2 separate regions of the Mus musculus genome follow, and region 1 is linked to region 2. The links are chromatin contacts, called in public promoter capture Hi-C maps. All regions are on one chromosome and are shown on one strand. Each heading gives the region's core, a stretch centred on a gene start, on an enhancer-like site or on the middle of the called end of the contact. The rest is flanking DNA. Distances are from core to core; before and after follow the strand shown.

The links. Capture Hi-C pulls out chosen DNA fragments and counts their contacts.
Region 1: a promoter capture Hi-C map of liver shows a contact between it and region 2. The contact joins two enhancer-like sites. A contact is called at or near these places in 1 of 39 promoter capture datasets (neural stem cells), 1 of 15 datasets of contacts at CTCF or cohesin (the NIH/3T3 cell line), 4 of 484 Hi-C or Micro-C datasets (the Patski cell line, bone marrow-derived macrophages, embryonic fibroblasts and 1 more), 1 of 115 datasets of contacts at active chromatin or transcription factors (embryonic basal ganglia) and 3 of 9 other capture datasets (adipose tissue, embryonic stem cells and liver).

What each region holds. Positions count from the first base shown.
Region 1 is chr3:129,680,755-129,683,972 of GRCm38.p6, forward strand. Egf (epidermal growth factor) reads right to left here. Exons shown (of 24, transcript NM_010113.4): 22 at 2,437-2,557; 23 at 345-450. Among named protein-coding and RNA genes, the nearest start is that of 6330410L21Rik, 71 kb to the right of the region's middle. Within about 2 kb of position 1,262, at least 17 of the 459 cell types and tissues checked have an H3K27ac peak or open chromatin away from gene starts, as enhancers often do. A contact at or near this core is called in liver, where this site is marked.
Region 2 is chr3:129,271,563-129,275,263 of GRCm38.p6, forward strand. All of the region lies in intron 18 of Enpep (glutamyl aminopeptidase), which reads right to left. Among named protein-coding and RNA genes, the nearest start is that of Enpep, 59 kb to the right of the region's middle. Within about 2 kb of position 1,794, at least 10 of the 459 cell types and tissues checked have an H3K27ac peak or open chromatin away from gene starts, as enhancers often do. A contact at or near this core is called in liver, where this site is marked.

The DNA.
Region 1 (3,218 bases), core at 12-2,511, 410 kb after region 2:
CTGCAGTCCTAAGCAGCTCAGGGGCTAAGAGAAGAGGAGATGCAATCAAATGTGTTTCTCTCGTGGTGTCAGTGCCTCCCAGGGCTCACTCAGCTTAGACAAGGCCAATGGCCTTTTGTGACTAGATGACATTTCTCAGTGGAAAACACTTTTTTTTTTTTTTTCCTTGAGACAGGGTTTCTCTGTATAGCCCTGGCTGTCCTGGAACTCACACTGTAGACCAGGCTGGCCTCAAACTCAGAAATCCACCTGCCTCTGCCTCCCAAGTGCTGGGTTTAAAGGTGTGCACTGGCACCACCACCCGGCTGGAAAACACTTTTGATCAAGGTAAAATACCGACTCACCGAGCTGCAGGGAGGGAGACAGGCCAGCATCTACTACTGCACCATTCGTACCATCCGCAGGCAGACTCCCATTCTTGGGGTCTTGGTGTTTCTCTAGGACCACAAACTGCAGAACAGAAAAGCAAAGGGTTCAGAGGATAACTGCTGTGATCTAGAAGCCACCTTGATAAACCTTCAACCGTAGTCGAGCTCACCCACACAGAAGGTGAAGCTGGAAAGAAACGCCTTGTCAACTGTCTCCAGCTAAACGTACATTTTCCTTTTTACAGTTTTACCATGTATGTGTACAGGTGTTGTGGCTGCATGTATATCTATCTGTGTATGTGTGTATGCCTGATGCCCATGGAGACCAGAAGAGGGCACTGGATCCCCTGGAACTGGAGTTACAGATGGCTGGCTATAAGCCAGCAAATGGGTGCAAGAAATCAAGCCCCAGTCCTTGGAAGAGTAGTCCGTGATCTTAGTACAGTGTACTTAGATATAATAATAAATAAATCTTTAAAAAAAAAAGAATCTTGGATCCATAGAGGGTCCTGTTTTGCTGCAAATTATACAAGTGTCCTTAGGTATCACCAGTACTTGCCCATCAGCCAGGCCATATATGTGGGTTTGGGCTACCGCTGTTTGTGTGTATGTGTGTGTATGTGTCTATATATAATTCATTTAAGCATGCTATCAAGTCCCAGGTAATTACGACCGCTAGTGAGTATGGGTAACTACTATCTTGCAGGGATCCCCAAGCTGTTCTTTCATAGGTGGCAGCTCAGAAGGCAGAGTGCTGAGAGAGGCCCAGATAAGCACAACAGCACTTCTCTTTACTCAACAAACCATTTTTGTCATTGTTTGCATGGTTCAGACTCACGGCACACTTGCAATGCAGGCTGAGCAGAGCCGACTGGCCTGCACTCAGGCCAGACAGGTTAGGTATTAAAAGAAATCAAACAGAAAGAGGAAGAACAGAAGTAGGCCATGCTCTGGGCACAGGACCCAGGCCGGCAAAGTCTTTCCTTATCAGTAAGTGACCGGGTGAAGGACTGCCCCAAGGTTTGGACTTCTGTGTAGTTCAGAAAGGAGCCCTCCACAGGGAGGACCTAGAACTCAACAGTAAAGAGCATAGAAAAAAAAAAAATCTGTACCTATCTTTCTCATCAAGGGAAGGGTAGGGAGGTTTAGTGAGTGGAGTCAATCAGGGGATAGGGACAGTGATGTTGGGGATGAGGGTGACTCTCAGGAGCTGTTTTCTCTCCCTTTCCATTCTTCACAACACTCGTCACCCTTAGTCTCCTCCTCCTCAGTGGTCTTTCTGCAATGACGTATTGCAGAGTCAATATAGCGGCCTGCTGTGTGAGGGCATAGGCTCCTTATTTCTAGCTCCAGCCAAGATGCACACTGCAAATCTTCCAACCATGTGCCTCTCTGCTAGAAAGAAGCGCCCAAGCTCCAGGGCTCTGGCTGCGGTGGACGGCAGCTGATAGGAGCAGATTTGTTTTTGCTGCTTCTCCTCCGGGTTTGGGAACTGGGTTCTCCCCAGCTCTCTCTGACGTGTGCAGCGGCAGTTGGTGTGGACGGCAGTTATGACAGCTGGGGGGGACGGGACACACAGCTCAGCAGCCCTGGCTTCTGAATGAAGTTCAGAGCCAACAAGCTGCTTGCTACTGCAGCATGGAATTTTGATTTTTTTAAAATTAAATTTTTTTTATTTAAAAGAGACACACATGCAGAAACCATTTCTCCCCTGTTATGATTTAAATGAGATTAATTAAATGTGCAATCTAATTCTCTATAGCCTGTCAAGCGCCATGAAGGGAATTTAGCTATCCACAAAGTCATGAGACCTCAAGGAACTGAGCACTGCCCGGGTCCTAAATCACATGGCGTTTATGAAGCTGGATCTTAGAGTTATACAGAAGAAGATGAGAGGCCCAGAGGTTAAACACTTGTTGAAGACTGGCTGGGCACTAAGGCTAAAAGACATTTTGAGAGCAGTTGGCAGCTGGAACAGAGTTCAGTTTCTCTGAACATCAGGAAGGAAGAAGACAATGAGTAAGAATACTTATCAAGCAATTCATAGCTCATGTACTGATAACACTACCCAAGGTTGGGGACAAGAAGCCACAGCTGCCCCGCTGCTGCTGTTGGGTCCGCTGCTGCTCACACTTCCGCTTGGCTCATCACAAGGGTTCTTTGGGGGGTTTGATAGCTGCTTCCGAGTCCTGAGATAAAGCCAAAAAAATCTGAGTCAAGCTCAAAATAAAAACAAAACACCCATCCCACTCCGGGATAACCCGGAGCAACTGTGTCGGTCGACAAGTTAGATCTACAGATGGTACAGTCAGTCAAAGCACACAGCTGAAAACCCCCAGGCCTCTAGGGGGCAGTACTGGTAAGCAAACAGCTCTAGGGATGCTCAGAGGGACTTAACGTAACTCTGGGTGCACTGCAATCACAAGAGCTCTGACAAGCCTTTTTGTCAAGCAATAGTCCTTACCAGTTGTGTGTGTGAACATGGGTTTGTGTGTGCGCACCTGTATGGGAGTGTGCCCTTGTATGCAGGTGAAAAGCCTTGCACCTCTTTCTCAATTGCTCTACGTGTTGTGTTATTTTTTGAAACAGTGTCTCCAGTAAACCCAGTGTTTGCCACGAAGCCCCAGGGATCCCCCTGTTTCTATCTCCCCAGTGTTACAGATGTAAGTGCACAGTGTGCCCTGCCGTATTGTATTGTATTGTACTGCATTGCATTGTATTGTATTGTATTGTATTATACTGCATTGTATTGTATTGTACTGCATTGTATTGTATTGTACTGCATTGTATTCTATTGTACTGCATTGTATTGTATTGCATTGTATTGTATTGTATTGTACTGTATTGTAT
Region 2 (3,701 bases), core at 544-3,043:
CAGCTCTGTACACTTGTGTGTGTATGTATGTGAGTGTGTATGTATGTGCATGTGAATACGTGTGCATGTGCATAGGTGTGCGCACTCGTGTGTGTGTGTGTGTGTTTGCACAAGTGTGTGTATGCGTGTGTATGCATGTGCACAGGTGGTACACTCATGTGTGTATGACTGTACATGTGAGTGTGTGTGTATACAAGAGTGTGTGTGTGTGTGTGTGTGTGTGTGTGTGTGTGTGTGTGTGTGTAAAGTAGCTTTCAAAGGAAACTAGACACAGTAGGAAGATATAAGATGTCTCAGGGAATAAAAAACCTCAAGTCATGCAAACCTGATGCCCTGAGTCCAATCCTAAAATTCCACAGTTGTGGGAAGCAGCAAACGCCACTACAAGATGGCGCTGGCTACCACTGGCCACCGCCCATGATTATGGGTAAACAACCAATGTGCGCATGTGCATAAGAGTTTTTTGCCGAGTCACTGCCTGGCCCGATGCATATTAATGAGGTACTGGTAGCATAACCAATCAGGTATGGACATGTCACTCCTAGGCCTATATAAGCAGCGCCATTTCTTGGCTCAGGGTCTTTTCGCCTCTGTAATTGAGCTCTCCCAATAAACGTGTGCAGAAGGATCCTATTGCTGGTGAGTCAGGCGCTCACACACAGTGGAAAAAAGGAACTGGCTCTTGAAAGCTTTGACCATCATGTCCTAAATAGCTCTTTCTAGAGTTACTAATGGCTTTTATATCAATAAATCTAGCTGGCTTTTTTTTTTTTTTTTGATTTTCAGTTTACTCAAATTTTTTAAGTGGAATCAGACAAGAGGCCATATTTTTCTTTAAAAAAAACAAAAACAAAAAAACAAAAAACAAAACAAACAAAACGGTGATGGCGCATGCCTTTAATCCCAGCACTTGGGAGGCAGAGGCAGGTGGATTTCTGAGTTTGAAGCCAGTCTGGTCTACAAAGTGAGTTCCAGGACAGCCAGGGCTATACAGAGAAACCCTGTCTTGAAAAACGAAAAGCAGTAAACAACAACAACAAAAACAACTCCCCTCATACCCTTAAAAGAAAAAAGATGGTGGTGGTGGCTCACGCCTTTCATCCCAGCATTTGGGAGGCAGAGGCAGGCAGATCTCTGTGAGTTCAAGGCAGGCCTTGTCTTCATGGTGAGTCCTAGGACAGCTAAGGATATACAGAGAAACTCTGTCTTGAAAAAAAAAAAACAAAAAAAAACAAAAAAAAAAAAGGAAGGGAGGGAGGGGGAGAGGGAGGGAGGGAGGAAGGAGATAGATAGATAGATAGATAGATAGATAGATAGATAGATAGATAGATAGATAGATAGACAGACAGACAGACAGACAGACAGACAGATATATAGATAAATGAATGCTTAGCAAGCTGAACCCTGCTACAAACCCAGGCTTGCCCTGGTCACCTCTTTCCTCTCCTACTTCCATGCCCCTCCATGCCTGTGAATCTTTCATCTTTACTATTGTTCCATGGTATAGGTCTCACTGTCTTTTGCTGCCAGTTGACCATTGCCTTTTGCTGGGCCTATTAAAGAAGCTGATTGTGTTTCTGAACTCCACTCTGGTCTCCCTGGTGCCTACACTTCCCTATCGCCGACCCAAGCATGCTTTTTCAGAATAAACCCATCATTTCACTTTGTTTCAAACTTCTAGTGACTGAGTTATCATTGTTCTTGGACTAAAAGTCAAACTTTAACACGACTCTATCCCTTTTGACCTTTATCCCTTTCTTTCCTGGTAGCTTCAGCCAAGATCCTCAAGGTTTTGTTTACCCAGCTCATTCCTGCCCTTCCTTCAGTTCAGCCTGAACTTCCTTAGGGAGACCTTGCCGCCAACTTCTTTCAGGTTGCTTAGTTTCCCCTTAGTTGCATTATTTTGCTGTCCCCTGAGCCTCTTTCCTGGGTAATGACTAAGGTTTCATGCATGCATCTGTGTAACTCTTGCTATAATAACATTGCTCTCACCAACACATTAAGTTCTGCAAAAGCAGAAAGTTGGGTCTGTTTGTCTTCCTCATTGCAGCCCCAATACCAAAGATCAAGCCTAGCGCATAATGTGTGCCCTACATTACTCACTAGAGGGAAGAATTACAATTTAAAATGAGGTATTGGGGGTTAGAGAGATAGCTCGACAGTTAAGAACACTTGTTGCTCTTCTAGAAGACCAGGGTGCAATTCTGAGCACCTTCATGGTGGCTTACAACTATCTGTGATGCCAGTTTCAGAGGATCTGATGCCTTCTTCTGGCCTCTCTAGGTATCAGACATGCATATGGTACACACACACACATATATATATGCAGACCAAACACGCATACATATAAAGTAAAATAAATTTCAAATTAAAAATGAAGAAAGAAAATGATAATGAGGATATTTAAGAACAACACTAAGTACGGGAGCTTCCTGGGAAATGGGCAGTTACTGTAAAGCGCCATTTACCAGAAACCGTAAAATTCTTTTATTCAGTAGCAATATGCTATGAAAAGAGTAAAACATAAAAACATGTGGCTAGCGTGATTCCACATGTGTCTAATAAGCATTCATAGAGAAACGACTCAAGAATAGACACCGATCTGATGGCAGAAGTTATTTCTGACCAATTCCATTTTATAGATTACTTAAACACTACTACCACCCAGTTTCTGAAGAGTATACATACTGGTGTTGTAAGAGGAAGATGGGAATTTTTAAAAGGCAAAATGTGTTTGTTGCTGCAGTGAGAGTCTACGAGTCCCATGAACAGCTGCTAATTGCAAGTCATAGTTTTTTAAATGGACTATAATTTCTGCATTATTATTCTTGTTTGAGTCTTATAAACTAAAAACTAAGAGAAGTACTTGGGAGTTAGCAACAAATGCAACGAATAAAAACTGCAAATACTTATATAGACACTACCAATGCTGCAACAAATTGTGTTCATCTCAAGGGCCCAATATCACAGGAAGTGCAGAAGCGTTCTATGTCTTTATCAAAGTAGCTAAAACTACAGTAAGAATTCAAGTATATCTTAAATGGCTTGAAAAACTTAGATGAGATCGTCTGCTTCGACTTAACAAGTGTAAACCTAATATTAGATCATATAGAAATTATTTTGATATATTCAAAACTTATAATAACGTGCTTATTAAATTTTCTTGAGATGTTTACGCCATGTTCATTATGTCAAAATTAATGAATTTTTTCATCCGTGACAAACTAAAATCAAATTTGATCAAACCTCACTGTTGCCCAACTAAACTCACTGATCCTCAGAGTTGTACCTAAGGGTTGAGGAGGCACAGGGTGAAGAGTCATTTCCCATAGAGATTGGAGCTTTGTGTTCAAGGTTTAAACTGGAAAACACAGCAGTGATCTGGCAAACAGCAGTCATAAAGCTTAGTAGAAAAACAGATCATGTATTTGAGGCTAAAAATAAATTGTTCTGAAACACAGGCAGAAACAGCACTCAATCCAAAATTTGGAAAGCATTTAGAAGTTTGGAAATATTTGAATAAAATTTGGCTCATTTCTATTTAACTTGTCTTTTACAATTTTTCATAGGGAAATTCTATTTCTTCAAACCAAACATAATTAATAATGCCTTTTGTGTAACAGACATGTGGCTATTGTATGATTTGTGTGTGTGTGTTGGGTCCATCTGCAATAATATCTCATGAATGTTAGAGCAGCCAA